2 separate regions of the Mus musculus genome follow, and region 1 is linked to region 2. Evidence: chromatin contacts called from public HiCAR-type data. All regions are on one chromosome and are shown on one strand. The core of a region is the stretch at or near the end of the contact, and the rest is flanking DNA. Distances in the headings are between cores, read along the strand shown. Region 1 overlaps Nfib (nuclear factor I/B). Region 2 has its middle 21 kb from the start of Gm11412.

What was found. HiCAR-type assays count read pairs that join an accessible place to other places.
Region 1: a HiCAR-type map of astrocytes shows a contact between it and region 2, with 1.7 times the contacts expected there. The contact joins two enhancer-like sites. A contact is called at or near these places in 2 of 115 datasets of contacts at active chromatin or transcription factors (astrocytes and stem cell-derived neural progenitor cells).

Annotation. Positions count from the first base shown.
Region 1 is chr4:82,302,023-82,309,337 of GRCm38.p6, reverse strand. All of the region lies in intron 11 of Nfib (nuclear factor I/B), which reads left to right. Among named protein-coding and RNA genes, the nearest start is that of Nfib, 200 kb to the left of the region's middle. Within about 2 kb of position 4,952, at least 116 of the 459 cell types and tissues checked have an H3K27ac peak or open chromatin away from gene starts, as enhancers often do. A contact at or near this core is called in astrocytes and stem cell-derived neural progenitor cells, where this site is marked.
Region 2 is chr4:81,760,820-81,767,883 of GRCm38.p6, reverse strand. No RefSeq gene overlaps it. Among named protein-coding and RNA genes, the nearest start is that of Gm11412, 21 kb to the right of the region's middle. Within about 2 kb of position 3,408, at least 69 of the 459 cell types and tissues checked have an H3K27ac peak or open chromatin away from gene starts, as enhancers often do. A contact at or near this core is called in astrocytes and stem cell-derived neural progenitor cells, where this site is marked.

The DNA of each region.
Region 1 (7,315 bases), core at 3,703-6,202, 540 kb before region 2:
AGCCTAAAAGCCTATCTGGATTTTGGTTTTGTTTGTTTGTTTTAATTAAAAAGTTATATTTATTCTTTTTATATATGAGCGTTTTGCCTGCCTGTGTATCTGAACACCACATGTATGCTTGGTGCTTGCAGAGGTCAGAAGAGGGCATTTGATTCTTTGGAACTAGAGTTAAGGATGGTTGTGAGCCATTAGGTGGGTGCTGGGAATTGAACCACAGTCCCCAACAAGAGCAACACGTACTTTTAACTGCTCAGCCATCTCCAGCCCTACACTCATTAGTTAATTTAACATTAACACTTAATTAATTTAACACTTAAGTTATTCAAATATGACTTTCCTTTCCCCATTTCTATGTTGGTAGTAATATCATCTTTTAAATAAATCAATTGTTCTTCCCCAAGAAATATATATTAGTACAGAAAAAAAACCCTATATAGTATATACTTACAAATGGAAGATAAACTTGAGAAGTATCTTATATAAATAGTCTCAATAATTAATGATACTTAATTAAAATGAATGAAAGTGGCTTGAGTCTGAATTAGTAAGCTATTTAAAGTTAATTTAATTAGATTTGATAACACAATGTTTACATTAGTTTATTAAGTAACAGTCCTATACTTCATGCTTTGTCTATCAGCAGAATGGCCCAGGTTCACAAGGACAACAAATTAAATGGAAGATACTCATGTTTCTAAATGCTATTCTGGCTGTCAGAACTTTGTAATAGGTAGATTACTGACAGGTCTTCAGTTAATCTAGAATAGGATAGTGTCTTTGAAGTGCATTGAAACCAAAGTGATGTGAAACTTTGGTGATTTGGGGTGAGTAGTTCTGGAATCAGAACTTGGTGTACCCCAAAAGAAAAGATAACCCACACACGGGAAAGAGTGACCACAGTCACTGACAGCCCTTGCAGAAGCACTGTTCATCTTGAAGCTCCCATTCTCATCAAGAAAGTTGATGTGGGCAAGCAGCTTCAGATCATAATGAATCAGCGAGGAGGAGGACTACCAGAATTTATTGATTTCATTTATTCTCCTTCTCTGAGGATACTAATCTTCCATTGAATTAGTGGATAACCATGTGAGATGGCCTGACTGACCAGCAAAGACTGGGAGTTCTCTCTGGGTTGCATCTGCTCTTCTTGCCACGCTTCAAGAAGGGACATAGTTGGCGTTTCAGGTGTATCTATACATTCTGCAGGGACTCACTGAGTCAGGGGCAGGGTTGGGGCTGTCCTAAGTACTGTCTTGGTCACACTCACAGCAATTTTGAGTCTGTACATCACAGTTCAAAATAAGTGTGGACAGATGAGACAGCAATCTGCTTTGCTTTGCTACCATTCTCAAAGACAGACATGACTGCAGGATGTGGTGGAGCTTGCTTTTAGTCCCAGCATGGAGGAGGCTGAGGCAGGCGAGTCTCGAGTTTGGGACAAGTTGGCCTACACATGATTTATAAATGGTGCCCTGAAGTTGTTTTTAAAACTTGATGGATTTTCATTTCTAGATAGAATACTGAGAAGACAAATCCTAACTGCCTGTACCACTGTCACTTTCAAGAGAGACTGGGACAACCGAAGGTGTAGAGTCATCTTAGTAGTAGGACAATATTAGGGAAAGAGCGGATTTTTCAGCCAGAGGCATGAATGACTGAGCTTTAATATGGTAGATAAAGAACAGGCCATAGTTCATGCTTGTTGTGGTAACTCCTCGTTGTTTTTCTCATGGTTGTTGTTGTTGATGATTATATTTTGACTTAAAATAGAACTAGATCACTTTCCTTTTTCCTTCTTTCCCTCCAGCCTCTCCCAGCTACCCACTCTCCAGTCCCCCATGGTCCTCTACTCTCATTGATAGCCTCTTTTTCTTTGATTTTTGTTGTTTTATACACACACACACTCACACACACACGTGCACAAATGTTTATGCATAAAGGTAATCATGGAGACTGGAGATCACAACCTATATGGGTTGTGACCCCTTTGGGAGTTGCATATCAGATATCCTGTATATCAGATATTTACATTACAATTCACTACAGTAGCAAAGTTACAGTTATGAAGTAGCAGTGAAAGTAATATTATGGGTAGGGGCAACATAACATGAGGAACTGTATAAGAGGGGTCACAGCCTTAGGAAGGCTGAGAGCACTGCTGTCCATAGGAAGGCCAGAGCAAAGCAGGCATTTGGATTTGCTTTCTTTTGTTGGAATTGTGCGTGCTGCCACCTGGTTTGTCCTCTCTGCTTTCTTTCTTGCCTGGACCACTTGCCCCCTCGACATGCTTCCCTATCAAATGCAGCTTCTTTGGAGGGTTGAAATGACAGGAACTGTGTGCATCCTGTGTGAGCTAGAGAGCTATCTGCCTGCCACATCCAACCCCAGCTCAGAAACCCCCTCCGGCACCAAAGCTGACTCTTGGGTCAAGCTTCCACTGACCTTCTAGGTTACAATCTTCAGGGGTTTTCTTGCTTCGAACTTAGCATGTGTGAATCAGTCTCCCTCCCCCTCCCGCTTTGTGTGTGTTGCAGGCATATACAATCACAAAGCTAAGTAAGGGCTTACTGAAATCTAGAGAGAGTGACATTTCCCGCCTAAGCAAATGCTTCCTTGGTAGGGTTGATGCAGAATAAAATGCTGAAGGTCTCGCTTCCTTGTCTGTCGGTGGATTCACCTTCTAGGAGGACTATAGGTGATGGCAAGGCACTGCAACTGTTCTTTTCCTCTTCCATCCATGCACAAGTTCTGTTGTTTTTGCACACGTGAGTTGTGTGGGTGTGAACACAGAACAGTTACTTGCTCTCTTTAGACCCTAGCCTGACTCTGGCACTCTCAGATACGAAGGGACAGTGTAATCGAATGCAAAAAGAACGCTGGAGGACAATCTGAGAATAATAAAAATATAAGTTATTTTGAAACACTGGATGGGTGATTTATGCAAAAGAGACGCTGGATTGACCGTTTCCTCTTCCCTTCTCGCCCTTCCACCCCTTTAAGAAAACGCAAAGCCACAAGTGAGTAGTTGTATGTGTTTGATGGCTTATATAAACAGAAGAAGCCTTCAGATGGCTAAAATAAACACGAGTGTGTTACAGAAGGATATGTTTACACGAACCATTTGCTCAGCCCCTGAAATAATGAAGAAATGAAGATTTGACTGAAATAATTGGGAGGATTTTTTTTTTCCTGCTTATGATGCCATAATTGAATGGCACCAAAGAGACTTTTATCAGTGGTTTTCCATGTTCCATGTGTTCCCAGTTCCTCTCTTTGAGTTGAATGCTTCATCCTGCCATTACTTTACACGTGTTTTTGTAAGAAATTGTCGTTTATTACTGCAATTCCAGAGAGTTGCTTGATTTCCCAAGAGAAGTTTAGCAGCCAGTAAAGGTTATTTGGATCTGGCTGGTCAGGGGGAGGGCAAAGCAAAGGGGCAGCCGTGTGCATGGCATGCTCAGTAGTTATTGTGAAACACTGCTTTTCTTTATAAAATGTATGTTCTCTATCGAAAGACTAAAAACCAAAAACTTAAAGATAATTTTCAGTAGGTTGCAAACTGCATTCACACGTGTACGTTTATGTAGACAGGTAAGTGTCACATGCGATGCATGTATGTGGACAGTCCTGTTCCTATAGAATTAAGCTACTGTTTACTTCAGCATTATTTAGACTATCCTGGCATGTCTCCTAGGTTAGCATTTCCTGCTCAGGATTTCTTATCTTGACACAAAACTGCAGTCCGGGGCAGCTGGGTTGTTTCTGAAGTTCCTTGGGATGGTGGTGGTGGTGTGTGTGTGTGTGTTTGGGGGGCTGGGGGGAGGAGGGGAAGCTGGATTCCCATCTCTGAATCTTCTTTTCAGCTGTTGGCTCTAAAGTGTTCACATTTTTATACAGCATCCTGGGGCCCTAGCACCACTCCAGGACTAATAGAAATGCTGACAAGCTAGGTGGCATAGGTGAGTCCTTGGTTCAAGGCTGAGAATTATGAAATCTAAGGTTGCATCTGAGCAGGGTTTGGTACCAGGGCAGCTGCTGTTGTCATCCTTTGCTTTGAATAGTCTCGTGAAAGCAGTGACTTTCTGTCCTCATCAGCATCATTTGCACCTGTTGGGAGAGCAAAACTGAAGGCGGTAGTATTTTATTCAGATTATCCGAAATGGTTTTCACTCACTCGCTCACACACACACACACACACACACACACACACACACACACACACACACACAGTGTCTCTGTCTCTGATCTGGCTATTGGAAGCAGTGTTGAGACATCATTTTCGCCTACCTTTCTCCATTTATAAAGAGAGATTTGTCCAACTGGCCGTTTCCTTTTTATCTAGACAAACTCTTCAGAACACTTCCTAAGAAATTAATTGTATTCCAGCCAGACTTGCATGCTGCCATCCCACAGGAAATGGGTCAGCAATCCATTAAGATGCCATTAGATAATCTAATTTGGAACTTAATCTCTAAATTAACCATGCTCCATACTTGAAGCATACTTGAGAGAAAGAAAAAAAGTTTACGTTTGAATCGATAGGGGAGCCGAAGCGTGAAGAAGGCTGTTTGTTTTTTCTGTAGCTGTGGTCACGTCTCAAGCCGTCTGGTAACCAGGAGAAACCAGACATGATGTAATTCCAGATTGAACTTGAACTTCAGGGACTTAGCATGGGGGAACAATGGGCCATAGGAATCAATAATGTCCATTTTCCACATGATTATGTCTGGAGCTTTCCCGTCAACCCTTTTGGATGGACAGTGTGGCCAAAGCGAGATGATCCAGGGACAAGATGTTAGAGGAAAGAGAACAACTTTCTCCATGGTACTTTCAGAGCAGCGCTGCAGATTCCAGCGGGATTAGAAAAGTTCCCGCTCTGCAGTGAAGTGGGAGCTCGTTCAGAGCACTCTTTGTTCGCCTAGGTAGGACAAACTTAATCTTCCGTTTCCTGTCAGATGGTTTTTGGCAGCAGAGCCAGAGAGGGAGGAGCAGGATTCAGAACATTCTCAAAATGCAAACCTTACTGGTTAACCCTTTTGCAGCTAAAGGAAGTGTGCTAAATGCTGACCTTGTTTGAAGATGGTTTATGCAAAGCACCGTGTAAACACGCACACTCTCTGCTGAGGAAGTCAGCTCCATTGCGGCCCACACACCATCACTTCATTGTTGTGATCAAGGAGCTGGAACTAGGTGTACTGTGAATCAGGTCATATTTAAATAATAGAGCCTAGAAATGAATGTATTTTTATAGGAAATGCTACAGCAGTAAAGACAAAAGCCTGTTGAATTTCCACATGGGGAATAATAATATTTATGTTGCATATCAGAAAGTGTAGAAATAGAGTTTCCTCTCCTATTTTCTTCGTTCTGGGAGCTCTCTGCATATGTGAACACAGTGAAAGGGCCAATGTCATAAATATAATTGTTAACTCCTTGACATCTTACTCTTCAGAAATCTGGTATAAACAAGTCCTCTTCTTTAGAAGCAAAACTGTAAAAATAATACTAGTATTTGCTTTTAAGAAAAATCATTTGTGAAAGAGTCTCCTGGCTTTTATACAAACTCACATTTCTCTTTCATTTAGTATGCCTTTGGGGAGCCTTTCTGTGAAAAGCACTATTTTGGAGAACCGGAGTTTTTTTTTTTTTGGTAGGGAAATGTCTGTAGTTGAAGAATCACTTATGCAAATAAGAGGAGCAGTAACCCTTGTAACAATAGCATTGAAAAGAAGCCCAGGGGTGGAGAGGAATACAGACTAGAGAAAGGCTGGAAATCAACATGTGGGCTTCCCTGTGGCATGGTCTGGGAGGAGTAAATGACTACAGTTGGCCTGTATGTTTTTATATTTTAATTGGCAATAACATCCGGTAGCTTCATAAGTGTGTGTGTCTGTGTGTGTGTGTGTGTGTGTGTGTGTGTGTGTGTATGCATGCACGGGTGTCTTGTAATTGATTTGTAGTTAACAACTTCATAATTTTCTATCATAGGTTTTTTAGCTCTAAAATATGAGCAAAATCAAATCTTTAAAAAATATGCTTAATTTCCTGATTGAGGGGAAGGATTGCCCTTTAAATCTTATTTACATTTGACTGTTGTAAGCAAGTAAGTTTTTGTGACTTTTGAAGTGCCTGGGTTCCCTTGTTGAAGGGCCTTCTAACATCATGTGTGGAAGGAAGCCTCTATAGTAAAAGCAAAGGGTAGCAATGATCTGGTTCCCTAGACAGCTGCGCTGTCCCCATGTGAAGTCACTATTGCGTGTCGTCTTTTGCAGATGCAGTACTTCACTGGTATATGATACCCCCTTTTTTTTTTAAATTTGGAAAATACTTTCACTAATGCGTGCTACAATGAACCCTTGATCCAGCGTCCCCCAGAAGCAAAGCCGTCTGAAACAATTGACTATAAACCAATGAGGTTTGACAGCCTCCCATTTGATGTTATTTTCAAAAGTGTGGCTCCCCAAGGATTAACAATAAAGAAGGCTATTTACCTACTTAGTTAAGAAATAAATACACTTCTCTTTCATTACTATGAAGTGCTATTGCTTGCAGTTAGATTCATTCTATGAGCCACCTGCAGTTTATGATATTTGGTGTTTCCCAGAGAGCCCACTGGGGCCCTTTGCAGAGCAGGTAAGAGCTAGCGAGGGGGCTTTCTGATGCAGACTATTACAAATAGTTATAATCATTAGAAATCATCTTGCATGCAAATAGGATCATTCATATGGCGATAATGATCATTAAAAATGGGAAAAATAAATCAAAGAAATCCAGGACCTCTATAAAGCATGTAGTATAATTCACTTTCACTCTGGCCCCTTGTAAAAGGGGGCTCAAAAGCAAATTACTGTCATACATCCACATCTGCACACACACAAAACAAAGGCACATATTATTTTCAGTTGGAAAGCAACTAACATTGGATAAATCAATTACAGTTACTAATGTGGAATTATTCTTGTTCAGGAGATCTCATGCATCTAAGTGTCAGCCATAAGCCATTGGATATCATTTATAATTCACCTGCAGTACAAATATAGGAACAGGAAATTGAAATGTTTTTCACAGAGAGTTGAAGTAAAGAGTATGGGTAAGAATGCAGATTCCAGGGCTCCAATCCTGTGGCTAAGACCTGGGCTTCTGCTACCTAATACAGTGTACAGTTGGGCAAGACTTCAGGCTTCAATTTCCTCATCCATAAACTAAGCATGAATGTTGGTTGTTAGGATGAAAAACCTTAAGGTAGGTCAATCACATAGACCATGTATAGCAAATCACTCATGCTGTGTAAGTGCTATTGATCGGATGCCGTCTT
Region 2 (7,064 bases), core at 2,159-4,658:
AGTTTATGGTGATCACACTGGGGCCTCCAAAATACTACGGGGATCTCAATAGAGATGACCATTCAATCAGAGTTTATAGCCAATTGAAAGTTTTTATGCCATCTGGCTGGTACTATACTCAGGTATCTGGGGATCCAAGGGAATCCCTGAACATTCAGATCATGAAACTTTTAAAGGTAAAAATTATATCCATATTCATCAGTTGCAGAAGAGGTTTGTACAACCAAGCAGTTTAATAGAAGGTAAGATAAGTTAGCTGGGCCTTCTTGACTTCAGGCCCTAATTTTTCATGGTCTTCTCCATCAAAGACATCAAATTCTAGTTAAACTTGATATGGCCTTATCAAGCACATAAGATAAAGGAAACTCTGCCCTGCACCACATTGCACTGTCACACCATTACCAAGTGTTTCTCTTGTCTCTCATAACCAGCTTTATAATTTGTATGGTCCTTCATTATAAGAGTGATTTTACTGTAAATGAGGGGTACATAAAAGAAACTACTGAAATTACAGTTCTAAGAGGGGAAAGGTTTTGTTTGTAGATGAGAGAGAGTCAGACACAGAGAGAGAACATATATTCAGAGGGATCTAGAAGAGTCCAGAACAGAGAGAAAAAGCAGCAGATTGGACATTACCAGGGCCAAGAATAATAACAGAGAAGAGCATGGCAGAAGGAAAAACTTTGCTCTTATAAAGGCAGTGGTCCTCTGGAGCAGCTTGAGGAATAGCATGGTGGTGGTAGTGGTGGTGGTGGTGGAGGAGGAGGAGGAAGGGTGAGCTGAGCCAGTATTTTAGTATAGCCATTGAGACGGTCATAAGTTCCTTCTGACAGCAGCAAGAGAAATGACTTCTTTTAGGGGAAACGGAAGCCAATTCACAAGTTCCTGAAGAATGCTGGCTTTTATCTAACCACCAGAATTTCTTCTATCATCTAGTTTGAGCTGAGCCAAGCCATTTCTTGACATATGCACTTTCTGAGACCTAACGCTTATCATCTCTACTTTATCGACGGCAAAAAATGAGGCCTTTAAGGAAGGATGTTTGTCAGGCCACTAGGTCACACAGTTAGAAAATGGTACTGGATCCTAAAAATCTACTCCTCCCTCCTCAGTTACAAATTTCCTATCTTGACTGGTGTCTTCTGACACTTCACTGTGAGTTCCTTCCCTCTGAAGGTATGGGTGAGAGAATTTCACATCAGCAATCCCGAATACCCTTTGTGGAATGGCACCCATCAATATTGCCAGGCACAAGAGGCTTTATCCTTGACTGAGATAAAAGTTTCTCTCCTCTTGGCCACTGGTTTATCTTTGGGTTCAGCCCTCTAGCAACCCTTATGAATGTACAACGAGACACCTAGAACAGCAAGGCCACACAAATCTAACTGTGAAGCATGTCATGCCCAGAGCCTGCCTAGAGCGCTGCTGCTGCTGCTCAATGGTTCTTCTTGGTGTGAGGGCAGACATAAGCTCAGTTTGTAAGTTTTCTGTCTCTGAAAAATCCAGAGGGATCATCCTGAACCTGGGGTTTATATTTTATTGACAGGACTATGGTGGAGCAACTTGTCTCTCATGCATCTGTACCTGGCTCTGGGAAACTGCATTTTACTTTTGATCAAATGTGGTTCCCAGCACCAACTTGCCATTCATTGGCAGAAATTGGATGATTTACTTAAAACGTTTTCGTTCAGTGCCATGGCAATGAAATGAGAATACCCAAGTATTTGTATTTGGTTTTAACCTAAAGATCAGAACACTTAATAGTTCAATTTGAGCTGCAAATTCTTAAAACAGCAATAAGGAATCAAATCCAAAAACAAAAAACAAAAACAAAAACAAAACAAAACAAAACAAAACAAAACAAAACCTAATAAAGAAATGAAACTCAAGAAGAACAAAGACCAAAGTGTGGACACTTTGCCCTTCTTAGAAATGGGAACAAAACACCCATGGAAGGAGTTACAGAGACAAAATTTGGAGCTGTGACGAAAGGATGGGCCATCTAGTGATTGCCATATCCAGTGATCCATCCCATAATCAGCTTCCAAACGCTGACACCATTGCATACACTAGCAAGATTTTGCTGAAAGCACCCAGATATAGTTGTCTCTTGTGAGACTATGCCGGGCCTAGCAAACACAGAAGTGGATGATCACAGTCAGCTATTGGATGGGTCACAGGGCCCCCAATAGAGGAGCTAGAGAAAGTACCCAAGGAGCTAAAGGGATCTGCAACCCTATATGTGGAACAACAATATGAACTAACCAGTACCCCGGAGCTCTTGTCTCTAGCTGCATATGTATCAAAAGATGGCCTAGTCAGCCATCACTGGAAAGAGAGGCCCTTTGGAATTGCCAACTTTATATGCCCCAGTACAGGGGAACGCCAGGGCCAAAAAGGGGGAGTGGGTGGGTAGGGGATTGTGGGGGTGGGTATGGGGGACTTTTGGGATAGCATTGGAAATGTAAATGAGGAAAATATCTAATTAAAAAAAACTCCCAAAAAAAAGAAATGAAACTATATTTTTAATTACTTTAAAAAATGTGCTAGCTTTCCAAGTGAACAAATGAATTGTACTTTATATCACATAAGTATGTTTATGACACACACATCTCAAAACATATTTAAATTTTATGCTTGAGTTATAAAATATGTACACATTTGATGAAATTTTTCATTGAGCACATTTTGCAAATTTCAATTTGAAAGTACTCCAGTTGAAAATAAAAAGGGCACAAATAAAACCCAGAAAATTGCAGCAAAGGATGAATCAGGTGGTAATACGTCTGCTAGGAACCACATGCATTTCTTGACCAAAGCTACGAAGGCCATCTCCAGGAGCTTCGACTGCCTCCAGGGCTCCCCTTGCCTAACTCGACTGAATTTTCTCTTTGAATACCACGTGCATCTCCACTACTTCAGGGCACCAGTTGTCCAAAAGCTAGAGGTTAGGGAAGGGCAGCTGTGTGTAGAGGTGTGACAGTCACTTTCTGTAACTCACTGCACCACCTTCAGATTCAATGCAACCTTGAAAACTAGCTTGGAGATAGTGTCTCCTTTCATTTTAAATGCCCTGGCCTTTGTCACTTTACACCAGATCCATAACACCATTTTAAGGAGGTTGTGTTGTTTTCTTTCTTTGGAGGCAAGAGGTAGGAAGAACTGACTACTATTTTGAAGCAAACCACTGTTAACCTTGGGGTTCTCCCTACAGTGGACATCCATTCCAGCAGGCGGTCCACTCCTTCAAGACTCAATTTGGAAAAGTGCTTTTAAAAGCCCAGCGTTGGCCTGGCCCTTTTGGTTGGATTTCTGTGGAAATTTTCTTAGTAACCATTTTCAGCTGAGGGAGTTCCCAGACAATTGTAAAGTGGAAGCCCTGCAGGAGGAGGGGAGGGCTGCTCCTGTGCTAATTAAAACAAAGGCTGCTTGTGTAAGCGGGCCGGCCTGCTGCACAGGGCTCACAATGCAGGGGCCTCCCAGGCACCAGCTCCTAAATCCGCCGGGACTTTCATTTCTAAATACAACTAAAGGAATGCTCCTTTGTGCATTCTATTTTCCTTGCCAAAGTGGAAGAAGGTGAAGCTGTCCAATGTTTGCTTTTGAATGTGGTGTGCCCAGCCGCAAGGCAAAGCTGTCCTCACCAAAAGCAGGGCAGCCTAGGGTCGCTTCCCAGTACAAGTGAGCTGCTAGGAGTTCTTGCAGATGGATACCTGGCTCCACTGGAATTTGCTGTCACTCTGAACTCAGGTGTTTAAGCAGAGATGGCCTTGTCATTCGTCTCAACAGCGGACAGGCTTCAGATCAGACCTGGCCTCAGCAAACTCCCCTATGCTCCGGGTGCCTACAGCAAAGTAAAAATCCCGGTGCCCCGTGAAAAAAAAGAAATGAAGACATGCCTGTGCTTTGTCTTCCAGACTTCAGAAGCTTCCCCTGTTCCGTAGGTCACATGGACTTTATTTCAAGCCTGCCCTTCAGTGTAGTCGTCCCTTTACAGCTTTAATGGCTGTTCTGTTTCCTTGTCCATGATTATTTTACAAGCCCTTTTGCAACTTGACATGCTTTGACACAGCCTGTAGAAATGTAGCGTTGTACCCGATAGTACAGTAAGTCCAATGCCAAAGAAAATGGCTCGGGAAGGGAGCAGGGGGCCACAACACTTGAAAAGAAGAATCTTGGGCAAGACAGTCAACGTTCTTGTGACTTTCTGGAGTTTTCCAGTGTGAGTATCTACAGAGTTGAATGCCAAATTTGATTTCAAAGTTTTACAAGGTTTCATTCCGGCTAAACTAATACTTGGCTAGGTCTCCTCCCTCCCTCTCTCTTCACCCTCTCCCTCCCTCCTTCCCTCCCTCCCCTTCCTCCTGCCTCTTCATCTTTCTTTCCTCCCTTAGTCCCTCACTACTTCATCCCTCACTACCTACCTCCCTCTCAAAGCAGGCTTGAAAGACAAGGTACAGCATCCGTTTCCAATTAAAAGAATAAAAAATTTTAAATGTCTCCCTCTGGGCCTGGTGCTGAGCCAGGTGAGAAAATGGTGGGTGTGGTTGCTGAGAAAGCAGGGAGGTGAAAATCCTCCACTGCTTGAAGTCACTTTATACTTGAGAGGGCTCTCCTCCCTGTCCCATTAAAAAACAAAACAAAACCCCTAAAGCTGTGATATCTCTTTATTTCATTTGTTTTCTTTAAAATTCATTTCCCTCAAAATGCTGCTAGTTCCCGTGGACCCTGCACTTAACTCCTATTTTCTCTGTATCTCTGACTTTCGTTCATTCCCACAGGGGTAAATATTTGACATCTAGCCATCCCCTGGGGTGGCAGACCATTGCACTAAACACAGAGTGGTTTCACTGCACCAAAGTCAGGCTCCAGGGGATAAACAGACATCCATAAATAACCGCTCAGAAATAGTCTAAGGAATATGTTCGGCCCAGAAATCCTGGCTCAGGGTAATCTGTTTTGTTTACGTGCATAAAAGTTTTCTTTGTCTGGATCTGCAGCGGTTACAAAGCACCCTCAGCAAAACGCAGTTAAAACAAAGCCCGAGCAAGCAGGGGGAACCCCCACCCCAAAGGAAATCAACCAGGGCGCTGTGAAAGCCAGCAGAAAACAGACTGGCCTGGCATTCTCAAACCATGAGAGTCTGGTGAGAAGTGGCGGCAGGGGATTTCGGCTTGAATATTCATGTCCTGTGACTGGAGACCTTAATGTACAAAGGCACTGTCAACACCTGACTTCTAAAAACAAGGCCCACTGTAGTCAGCAAGGAGATGTACCACAAACTTCCCATTATGTCAAGGTATAATCCATCCAGCAGTGCCCTGAGTCTGCTTCACTTTCTGGCTTCCTTGTGTTCTCTCTCTCTCTCTCTCTCTCTCTCTCTCTCTCTCTCTCTCTCTCCTCTTTCTCTTTCCCTCCCTCCCTCTCCCTCTTTCTCCTCTTACCTCCTTTCTTTCTTTCTTTCTTTCTTTCTTTCTTTCTTTCTTTCTTTCTTTCTTTCTTTCATCTTTTTTCTAGTCAGGGTTTTCCTGCAGAACACTGACCTAGCAGACCAGGCTGGCCTGCCTCTGCCTGGTATTAAAGGCACGAACCACCAATTCTCATTTTATTAACTCCAACTTGATTATAAATTGCTAAAAACAAGAAAAGAGTCTTGTTAATGTTCATATTTTTAAGCCCACAGTTGGTCAAGTATAAGGAAACAAGTTTTTGCTTAGTATGACGGTGCCTTCATCCTCACATTCGGGAGGCAGAGGCATTCAGATCTATGAATTTGAGGCCAGCCTGGTATTCAGAGTAAGCTCCAGGAGAGCCAGAGCTACCCAGAGAAACCCTGTCTCAAAAAGAAGCAACAAAAAATAAAAAAGGAAAAAGAAAGAAAAGGAAAGAAAACAACACACAATTTCTCCATTCTGAACATTTGAATTACATTAAGATGGCATACAGAAAGCAACATTCCCATGGTAGAACAGTGGGTATTCCCTACACGATGATACTGTTCTCAGCATCACTAAGGGTATCTGTCCCTGTCAACAACCTGAACAAGGGACGGATTCTGAGAACAGGCAGGACGCTTCCACAAACACAGTGTTTTGTAACCAACATTACTTAGAACCTGTGTTACCTTCAAACCTGTAGGAAAATTACATAGAGTGTTTCAGGTTTCTGTTAGGTTTGTAATGGGAATCAGGAACACACATCTATACAATGCTAAAGGGAGACTTCTTCCATCCAGTGGTCACCTTGATAGCAACAGCAGGCAGACAACAGCTTGGTCCTAAGAGGGTATGATCTGCCCAACTGCATGACCAGGGATAGTTAAAATGAAGAGTATGTGTCACACCTCTGCTTTATTTTAAAAACAAAGTAGCAAATCTTATTAAAACATAGAATAATACTGATGCTTTTAAAACAGGTGTTCTTGTTATTTAAAATTACTATTCATATCCCAATTCACTTATAACAAGTTGAAAATCCATTTCATAGAACTAAGATATATAGAGGAAATAATTTTCCTTTCTTTATCATATTTAAACCTAGGTGTGAAGAAGGTTATATTTTACAATCAAGTAATTTGTTACGTTAATTGATTTTCATAATTATATCAGTCTTGGGGGCTAAGAGGCCATTGTTTGGCCTTTCCAGTGATCTTTCATTCCCTTTGCATATCACCTGGGTATCCTCCCCAGTAACTTAACCTCAGCACGATGAGGCTCAGTACACCTGGACTGTCTGATGCCTACCTGCCGTAATAGGAAAGACTAATGCAAAAATAAAGTGTAATATCTAACACTAGCTTCTTAAAAATCACACAAAATCTTTGTGGTTTTAAGCCAGGCAAATATTTCTTGGCTAGGCATAGGTAAACAATTAAAAATGAACTATTTATTTAAAAACTAGATAATAAATTCTTAAAATTAGAAAAGTCTTGTAAATCTTCTTAATTATCTTTTTCAAGCATAAACTATTAACAAAAGTGTTATAACTTCTGTGAATGTTCCCACAGAATAGCCTATGTTTTAAAGAATTAGTTCCCAAGTGATAGTGCTATTTTGGAATGTTCT